Linked DNA regions of Mus musculus: region 1 is linked to region 2. Evidence: chromatin contacts called from public HiChIP or PLAC-seq data. All regions are on one chromosome and are shown on one strand. The core of a region is the stretch at or near the end of the contact, and the rest is flanking DNA. Distances in the headings are between cores, read along the strand shown. Region 1 overlaps Smpd3 (sphingomyelin phosphodiesterase 3, neutral). Region 2 overlaps Kctd19 (potassium channel tetramerisation domain containing 19).

What was found. HiChIP or PLAC-seq counts read pairs in DNA pulled down with a chosen protein or histone mark.
Region 1: a FOXA1 HiChIP or PLAC-seq map of pancreatic cancer cells shows a contact between it and region 2. The contact joins two enhancer-like sites. A contact is called at or near these places in 1 of 115 datasets of contacts at active chromatin or transcription factors (pancreatic cancer cells) and 1 of 9 other capture datasets (liver).

The regions. Positions count from the first base shown.
Region 1 is chr8:106,274,285-106,278,405 of GRCm38.p6, forward strand. The region is part of intron 2 of Smpd3 (sphingomyelin phosphodiesterase 3, neutral); the gene reads right to left. Among named protein-coding and RNA genes, the nearest start is that of 4930506A18Rik, 5.9 kb to the right of the region's middle. Within about 2 kb of position 2,612, at least 13 of the 459 cell types and tissues checked have an H3K27ac peak or open chromatin away from gene starts, as enhancers often do. A contact at or near this core is called in pancreatic cancer cells, where this site is marked.
Region 2 is chr8:105,385,068-105,388,688 of GRCm38.p6, forward strand. It overlaps Kctd19 (potassium channel tetramerisation domain containing 19), which reads right to left. Exons shown (of 16, transcript NM_001301173.1): 9 at 3,398-3,540; 10 at 3,124-3,207; 11 at 2,699-2,813; 12 at 1,683-2,310; 13 at 263-454; 14 at 1-110. Among named protein-coding and RNA genes, the nearest start is that of Plekhg4, 14 kb to the left of the region's middle. Within about 2 kb of position 2,269, at least 35 of the 459 cell types and tissues checked have an H3K27ac peak or open chromatin away from gene starts, as enhancers often do. A contact at or near this core is called in pancreatic cancer cells, where this site is marked.

The DNA.
Region 1 (4,121 bases), core at 1,362-3,861, 890 kb after region 2:
TGTGCTCATCATAAGTACTGCCATTTTTCCCATCCTCAACATCAAGAGTCTCTAGGGACTCTGGGTTTCAACTATGTCAGCTGGTCAACTGGTCAACTCACGCTGGCAGTGACTCTGTCTATACCTGCTTTGGCTATTGAGCTCTGTACTTCATTTTTTTGTTTGTTTGTGTATTGTTTTATATATACATGTTTGTGTGTGTGAATGTATATGTGTTTGTGGTGTGTGTGTGTGTGTATGTGTTTGTGTGTGTGTGTGCGCACACACACGCACGCAAGCACTTTCTCACCTGTGTGGGTGTGCTTGCCCATCACTGTAGGTATGGAGGCCAGAGATTGATATCATTTCTTCCTTAGTCATTTTTTTTTTTTTTTTTTTTTGAGATAAAGTCATGGAACCTGGAGTTCGCAGTTCTGGCCAGGCTGGCTGGCTGGTGAGCCCTCAGACCTGCTTGTCTCTGTCTCCCAGCACTGGAGTTACAGATGTGTGCTGCCACACCTGGTTTTACATGGTATACTAGCTAGTTTTATGTCAACTTGACACAAACTAGAAGCATCTGAGAAGAGGGAACCCTAACTGAGAAAATGCTTCCATAAGATCCGGCCATAGGGGGCTGAAGAGATGACTCAGCGGTTAAGAGCAGTGACTGCTCTTCCAGAGGTCCTGAGTTCAATTCCCAGCAACCACATGGTGGTTCACAACCATCTGTAATGGGATCCAGTGTCCTCTTCTGGTGTGTCTGAAGACAGCTACAGTGCACTCATATGCATAAAATAAGTAAATAAATAATTTTTTAAAAAAAGATCAGGTCATAGGCAAGACTGCAGAGCATTTTCTTAATTGATGCAATTGATGGGGAAAGAGCCTAGCCCATCATGAGTTGTGACACCCCTGAATTGATGGTTCTGGATTCTGTAAGAAAGCAGGCTGAGCAAGCCATGAGGAGCAAGCCAGTAAGCAACACTCCATTGCTTCTGCATCAGTTCATGCCTTAAATGTCCCAGGAAGGCCCCCACCAGACAACCCTGGTTGAATTCTTGCCTTGGCCTCCCTCAGTGGACTGTGACTCAGGATATGAAGGCCTAAGAAACCCTCCCCTCCCCAAATTGCTTCTGGTCATGGTGCTCCACCCCAGCGACAGCCACACTAATACAACTCCAAGTTTAGGTCTCATACTAGCACAGCGGTCATTTAAAACACTGAGCCAGTACCCTAGTCCTGCTTGTTTTTTGAGACTGAGGCTTTCGGTTTTGCTTTGGTTTTTTTTTTGAGACAGGGTTTCACTGTAGCCCTGGCTATCCTGGAACTCATTTTGTAGACCAGGCTGGCCTCAAATTCACAGAGATCTGCCTACCTCTGCCTTCTTAGTGCTGAGATTAAAGGCGTGTGCCACCATTGCCCTGTCTGTGACTATGATTTGATGTTCTAAAATATTATTATGTAGCCCAGGCTGGCCTCCAGCTCACAATACTTTTGCCTCTTGCTGAGTAGTTCTGATAGAGCGTGCAGGAGTCTTGGCTCTGGCTGCAGCAGTTCCTATGTACATAGATTGCTAGTGTGGATGAAATACATTTCTACACAGCAGTGACTTCTGAAAGGATTGGGCGTGCTTTACTTTGGTAAAAGTCTGGGCAAACTTTTCCCTTTGTCCAGACGTCTCTTCAAGGTTGCATTTCCTAGTCCCCTTGTGAGACAGTTCACTTAACAGCAGGTGTCAGAACTTCCATAGAGTTCTCTCCTTCTGCCACATGGACCTGTGGGGTTTGAGATTATAGCTACTCCATCAGCCAGGGCCCCAGATTACCACTATATAACTGGACTCATAAAGCATCTTTGATTTCTAGATAGGGTTTCCTACATCCTGGTCTGACTTTGACCTTACTATGTGGCCAAGGATGACCTTGAACTTTTGCTCTTCCTACTTGAACCTCTTAGATATTGGGATTTCAGGCATGAGCCACCACAGTCGGTTCCTTATGATTGTAGGGATTGAACACAGGCCTTCATGCCTGTCAGACCAGCACTCTACCTTCAAGCTATATCCACAGCCCCAGACAGCCTCTGATGATAACCACAGCACTGACCATCCCATTTTGATCAGCAGAGGAAGGCAAGGTTTTCTGTATAATCGGTCTCCCTGCTTGACTCCAGAACGCAGCCTTAATGAGTGACAGGCTTTGGTTTCTAGGACTACATCCAGATCTACCTCTGGACTCCACTTTCTTCATCCCCATTTCAGTGATGATAGCAATGTCTCTCTGCTCAGACGCCAGGCTAGGAGGAGGCCCACTGCTCACTCATCCCTTCACTGTTCACTCCTGCTTTGTGCCCAGATCCTCTGGGACCATGAGGCACTGGGACTCTTGAGCCTTAGGCTTTTCATTTTTAATGGAGATTTTTCTGCTCAGGGAGAAAGAGTTTGACGTCAGTAGACAAGAAATCCATAAACACAGAGAAGAAAATCCATGTGAATGGATAGAAACCTCTATAAGAGGTTGATCTAGGGGCCGGCAGGGCCTACAGAAGACAAGCAGGAAGCAGCAGGATCAGGTCCTCACAGGTGGACCCATGTTGAGACAGAGCCAAGAGCCTATGCTTCATGCTTGGGGCCAGAGCCAAGAGGTTGGGTGTGGCCAGATACTATGGGGTAGTAGTGTTGGACAGCAGACAGGGTCAAGGCAGAGAAGTTAAACAAGGAACTTGGGAAGCAGAGTCAGATATGGTTTCTGCAGGTGTTTGGTGAGAAATGCTGGTGACCATGCACGTATGGAAGGTGCAGGTGTCCTCCAGAGGGTGTGGGGATGGAAGGGTGCTGCATATTGACTGGGCAGGGCAAACGGTGAGCAAGGGAGAGGCAGGTAGAGCAGAGAGATCGAGAACTGAGTGTGGACACAAGAGAGATGGAGCCACACAAGAGCCACTCCTGCCTCCCAAGGCCACTCCCTTAGTGACCACAGTGACTGCTTACAGGCAAGAAGGACACAGACACAGGAAGATTGGCTCTGGACTGTGGGCAGGAGAGCGTGCTTCTGTACCCACTGAGTCCCCCTGAGTGGTTTGTTTGCCTTGTTTTTACTTTTTATTTTATGTGTGTGGGTGTCCTGCCTACATGTAGGTCTGTATGCAGTATATATGTCTGATGCCTTGGAGGCCAGAAGAGGCGTTGGCTCTCTGGAACTGAAGTTACAGATCGTTGCGAGCTGCCATGCGGGGTGCTGGGAAGTGAACCCAGATCCTTTGGCAGAGGAACCAATGCTCCTAACTGCCGAGGCAGCTCCTCGAGCCCTGGTTTGTTTAGTTTAAAGATAGTACACCGGCATGTAGCTTAGGCTAACCTACATAACCATTCACAGTGTGCTGGTGCTATCCGGAAGCTGCCCTCTAGCTGGCTGGGAGTGAACAGCCCAGCTTGAGGCTGCACTCCCATTCATACAGAAGAAGTGGGGGCAGTGTATCTGGGTGGACTTGCTGTTAAGTTTTCAAAAGAAAATCTCCGTAAAGACGTCAGCACTAATGAAAACCCAGTTCATGCGGTTTTGGTCAGAATCGCTTTAAGAAATAATCCCAGGAGACTGCGTGTAGTGATACACACAATCTCAGCGCTCGGGAGGCTGAGGCAGGAAAGTTAAAACTAGCTAGCCTCAGCTACATAGTGATGGGAACTTGTTTCACACAAACAGCAGTAAAAATTAGATCCAGGGGCTGGAGACGTGGCCCAGTGATTGATTGCTTAGCATGTTCAAGACCTTGCTCAGGTAGGAAAAGGAAAGGCAGGAGAGAGGAAGAGAGGACTAGACTCTAAGGCTTTCCTTTCGGCTCCTTGATTTCTGTTTCCTTCTTTTCTGCCCCTGGTCCCTTGTCACTGTGCTTCTTGCCCTCTCCCTGCTCTCACAACTGTCCCTCTTGAGAGCTCTGTGATGTTGCCCTGACTCTTAATGCCCAACTTTCCCCTGTCTCTCTTCAAACCCCTCAGGTGACTCCTCATGGGACAACCAGCATAGGTGCTTCATGACCTTTGACCCCATGTAGTTGACTGACAGTTTCCCTTCAGGTTCATTTTTCCTCTTGTTTTCCTAACACCAGCGCGGTCTCTCAAGGCGTCACCGAGCCATCATCCTCTT
Region 2 (3,621 bases), core at 1,019-3,518:
GGGATCCTTTTGCCTGATGGAATCCAAGATGATGTCGGTCAGGAAGCGGTGACATTTCTGTGCATAAAACATCTCCTCCCAGGACAGAGAGAAGCTCAGAAAAGTCACTTCTGTGGAGTAGAAAGAGTAGCTATGACTAAAGCAGTCCACGGCTAAGGCCTCAGAGAGAAACACAGGGCAGGAAGAAGTGTAGAACTCTCTAGGGACATACACTCTTAATACCCTGGGTGTGGGCTCTGCATCTCCACAGGCAAGGCCTCACCTCGAAGTTGGGGGCTGGCTGTGAGTGATGTATGCTTGATGTTATCCATTTGGGTGGTGTAGATAATGCTGTCTTCAAAGAACATGCAGGAGCCATCATTACCCACCACAGGGGGGTGAGCCACTTTGAGGATGGCCCCTGGATTGTCGGTCCCGTTAGCATTAGGCAGAGGCTGCTCAGGAGCAGGGCTTTCTGTGAAAAGAAAGAAGGGATTTTCCTAGGCTTGGGAGCCTAGGCTCAGTGCAAGCAGAGAGGCTCCTGGTGACAGATCAGTACATTCATTCACAACTCCCAGAATCCTCCCACTTTTTGTAAAGAGTACCCTGGCCTCACCGCTTCATTGTCCTGACATTGTTGCAAGCCCGAGCCTAAGTTTCAGAACTCTACGATTCTTCCAGTTAGGACCAGCATGAAATATGATCAGCGGAAGCCCAGTGGAAGACTTGGAAGCTATAAAACTAAAAAGTGAGCAGACCTTTTCTAGGCAGCCTTTCACGTTTCTCTACGCTGGAAAAATATGGTGTGCACTATCCATAAGTGTGACAGGCCAACTTTATGCCTCACAGAGTCCAAGAGGGCACCTCTAAGTGGGACCCAGGCCACTAGAAGGGAAGCTGAGAAAATAACCTGACATGGCACTTCTCAGCAAACTTCTCTGTGTTTCCTGCCACTGCCAGCCACAAACTAGCATCAGCTCAGTCCCCAAAGTCCCTCGTGAAAGGGCCCTAGTATTTCCCATGCCACCTGTGCCTTTCCCAGAGGTCTCTTTTCTACTGTCACCCACTTTGATTAAAGGCCCTTTCACTTGCTCACAGCCACCCTAGATGATTGGCCTCTTGGTGGCACCTCTGCCTCCCTCCACTACTCAGCCTCCTTTGTCCAGCCTGGAATGCATCCACACCGCTGATGCTTGGCCTCCTATGACCTCACTTCAGAAGCACACACCTCATCATGGGTTCCCTTTAAAAGATCCTCTAGGAGTTGGTCATCCTTATTAAGGGCAGAAGAGAGCACCACATTCTGAACTTGGTCCCTAAGACCTGGTCAGATGACTCCTGGCTTCAGTGTCATTCCTAATGGCTTGTGCACTAGAATCCAGACCTCCAGCTAGAGCAGTGCCCTGTGCTTCCACCAACACCCTACATGTTCTCCCTGCCTGCTGACTCCCCAGTGGCTGGCCTCTTTCTAGCTCATATTTCTTAGGTTCTCTCCCACAATGCTCATCACTCCTCCTCACATGACCTCTTCACTCCTCAAGTTAACAAGCCAGTGTACTACTCATTTCTGTGCCTGCTACCTCGCACAGAGCTGGTACCTGCATAGGAGGTTCTGGCCCCTGCTCAGAACTCTCTATGGTCTTAGCCGGGAGATCTGTTTTCAGTTGAAATGAGACTTGGGTCAAGGATGGGGCAAGACTCACCTCTGTCCTTGGGCCTCTGCTTGCCCCAGTCCTTTAGGGTAATAGCTCTTTTTGTAGGGAAGTATGGCTTAAAGGTTGGCTCTGGACCCTTGTCTTTCACTCCAGCTCCGGGTCCAGTCTGGGGACCAGCATCCTTCTCAGAGGTTATGGAATGAGCTTTCCAAGCAGCTGAGGTACCAGGCTGCGGAGCAGCCTCACTTCCCGAGGGGACATGCAGGCTAGCCTCCTCCACAGAGCTGCTCCTGGAGGCTGGCAGTGGCTGGAATTCCCACTGTTTACAGTTGACCATGTCCCATTCCCTGACTAAAGATATGAGTTTTTGCATGGGGGTGACAGGAGGGTCTTTGGCATCAGGTTTCTGTGTGAGGTTTATAGTGGTGCACTTCTTCTTGGGGGGACTCTCAGAGTGACCTCCCCAATGTCTGGGGTTGGCACATAAACCAGAGCAGTGTGAGTATGTGCTGGGATTGCCTCCCCTCTTGGCATTTCTGCAGAGGGAGACCTGAATAGTCCGGGTATACTGCTCAGCCTCTTCCATCTGGCTGGACCTGGTCAGGTTCCCTTTGGCCTTGTTCCATGGAGTCCTGTCACTGCATTCCTGGAAGTCCACAGGCATGCAGGCTGTGGTCTGGGGAGGGAGGGACACAGTAGCTGTGGGTCTGTTGTACAATTATCAAAGTCTTCCCAAGACCTAATAAACTGGGCTTTAAGACAGCCTGTTTGCTCAGGACAATCTTACCCCCTGAGATGGATCATCATTTAAGTTCACTCAGTCCAAGAGGGAGTCATACCAGCCCAGGCAACTTTTATATTTCAAAAGGAGAGATTGTTACTCCAGGCCACAAGTAGCTAGCACACTCCTGTGCCTCCTCAAAATTCAGAAACTAGTTCTTCTACTAGTAACACATGGGGGGTCCTGCTTTTCTACGGTACCGTACCCTCAGGAGCTAGGTCTTCCCCTTGAACCCTATGGAGGTGATGTTTAAGGACACCAAACAAAAACTCCTGGGCCTTACTTCCTTGGCATCTCTGCTGAACTCTGCCATTGGCCCTGTCCCTTCGGTCACCACATGCAGCTTCCTAATGGGAAAAGCTTCTTCATTTTCAGATTCTTTCTCCTGAGTCCATGACCTATAGAGACCAAGAGGGATTGGTCAGTGAGAAGAAGCTTCCATCAGCCTGTCAGGTAGCTGTGGGTCTGTTGTACAATTATCAAAGGTCAGGCCTGTCCATTGGCTGGGAGTGAGTAATTATCAACAGTGGATGGGAGGGGGCCTTTAAAGGGGTTTTCATAGGGCAATGACTCATCTAGAGCCCATTTCACCAACTCCCTCCTTCAACTCTCAGGAGAGTAGGTCTCCCTGGCAGATAAAAACATCTGTAAGAGGAATTTATCAAGGTCCAAATTGTTAACATAGAATCCAGAGTGAAATCTACTCACTTGTATGCTTCGCATTGTGCCAGGGCTTCTGAGAGGGCTGGAATATGATACTCCTCCACCTCCTGGCAGAAGAGAGGCCATTCCCTGCAAATGACAAGGAGATGGGAAACTATGGGGGGAGGGGAGACACGGGCCTCTAAAGAAGCTGCCTTGAACAGTAATGCCCATGTTGAAAATAATAGAACCTCCTCCCCAAAGGCTACAACAGAGGGTTCTCTTTGCTACAGAGAGTCAGCCTTAGTGTTTTATAATCTGATTTCCTGTGTTGGCTTACTTAAATTCTGATGGTAAAAACAGTTTTCCAAGTCTCAGGAAGTTGAGAATGTGTCGGAACATTTGGCCGTCCCCGTGAATGAGCAAGGTCTGTCCGTAGGCGATCCAGTACACTCTCTGAGTGTTGGATAGCAGTTCTGGGTACTAGAGGAAGGGGTTAGACATCAGAATCAGTCCCATGGTCTTGGGCTTTAGTAAAGAGTAGGTTTGGAGATTTCTATCTCT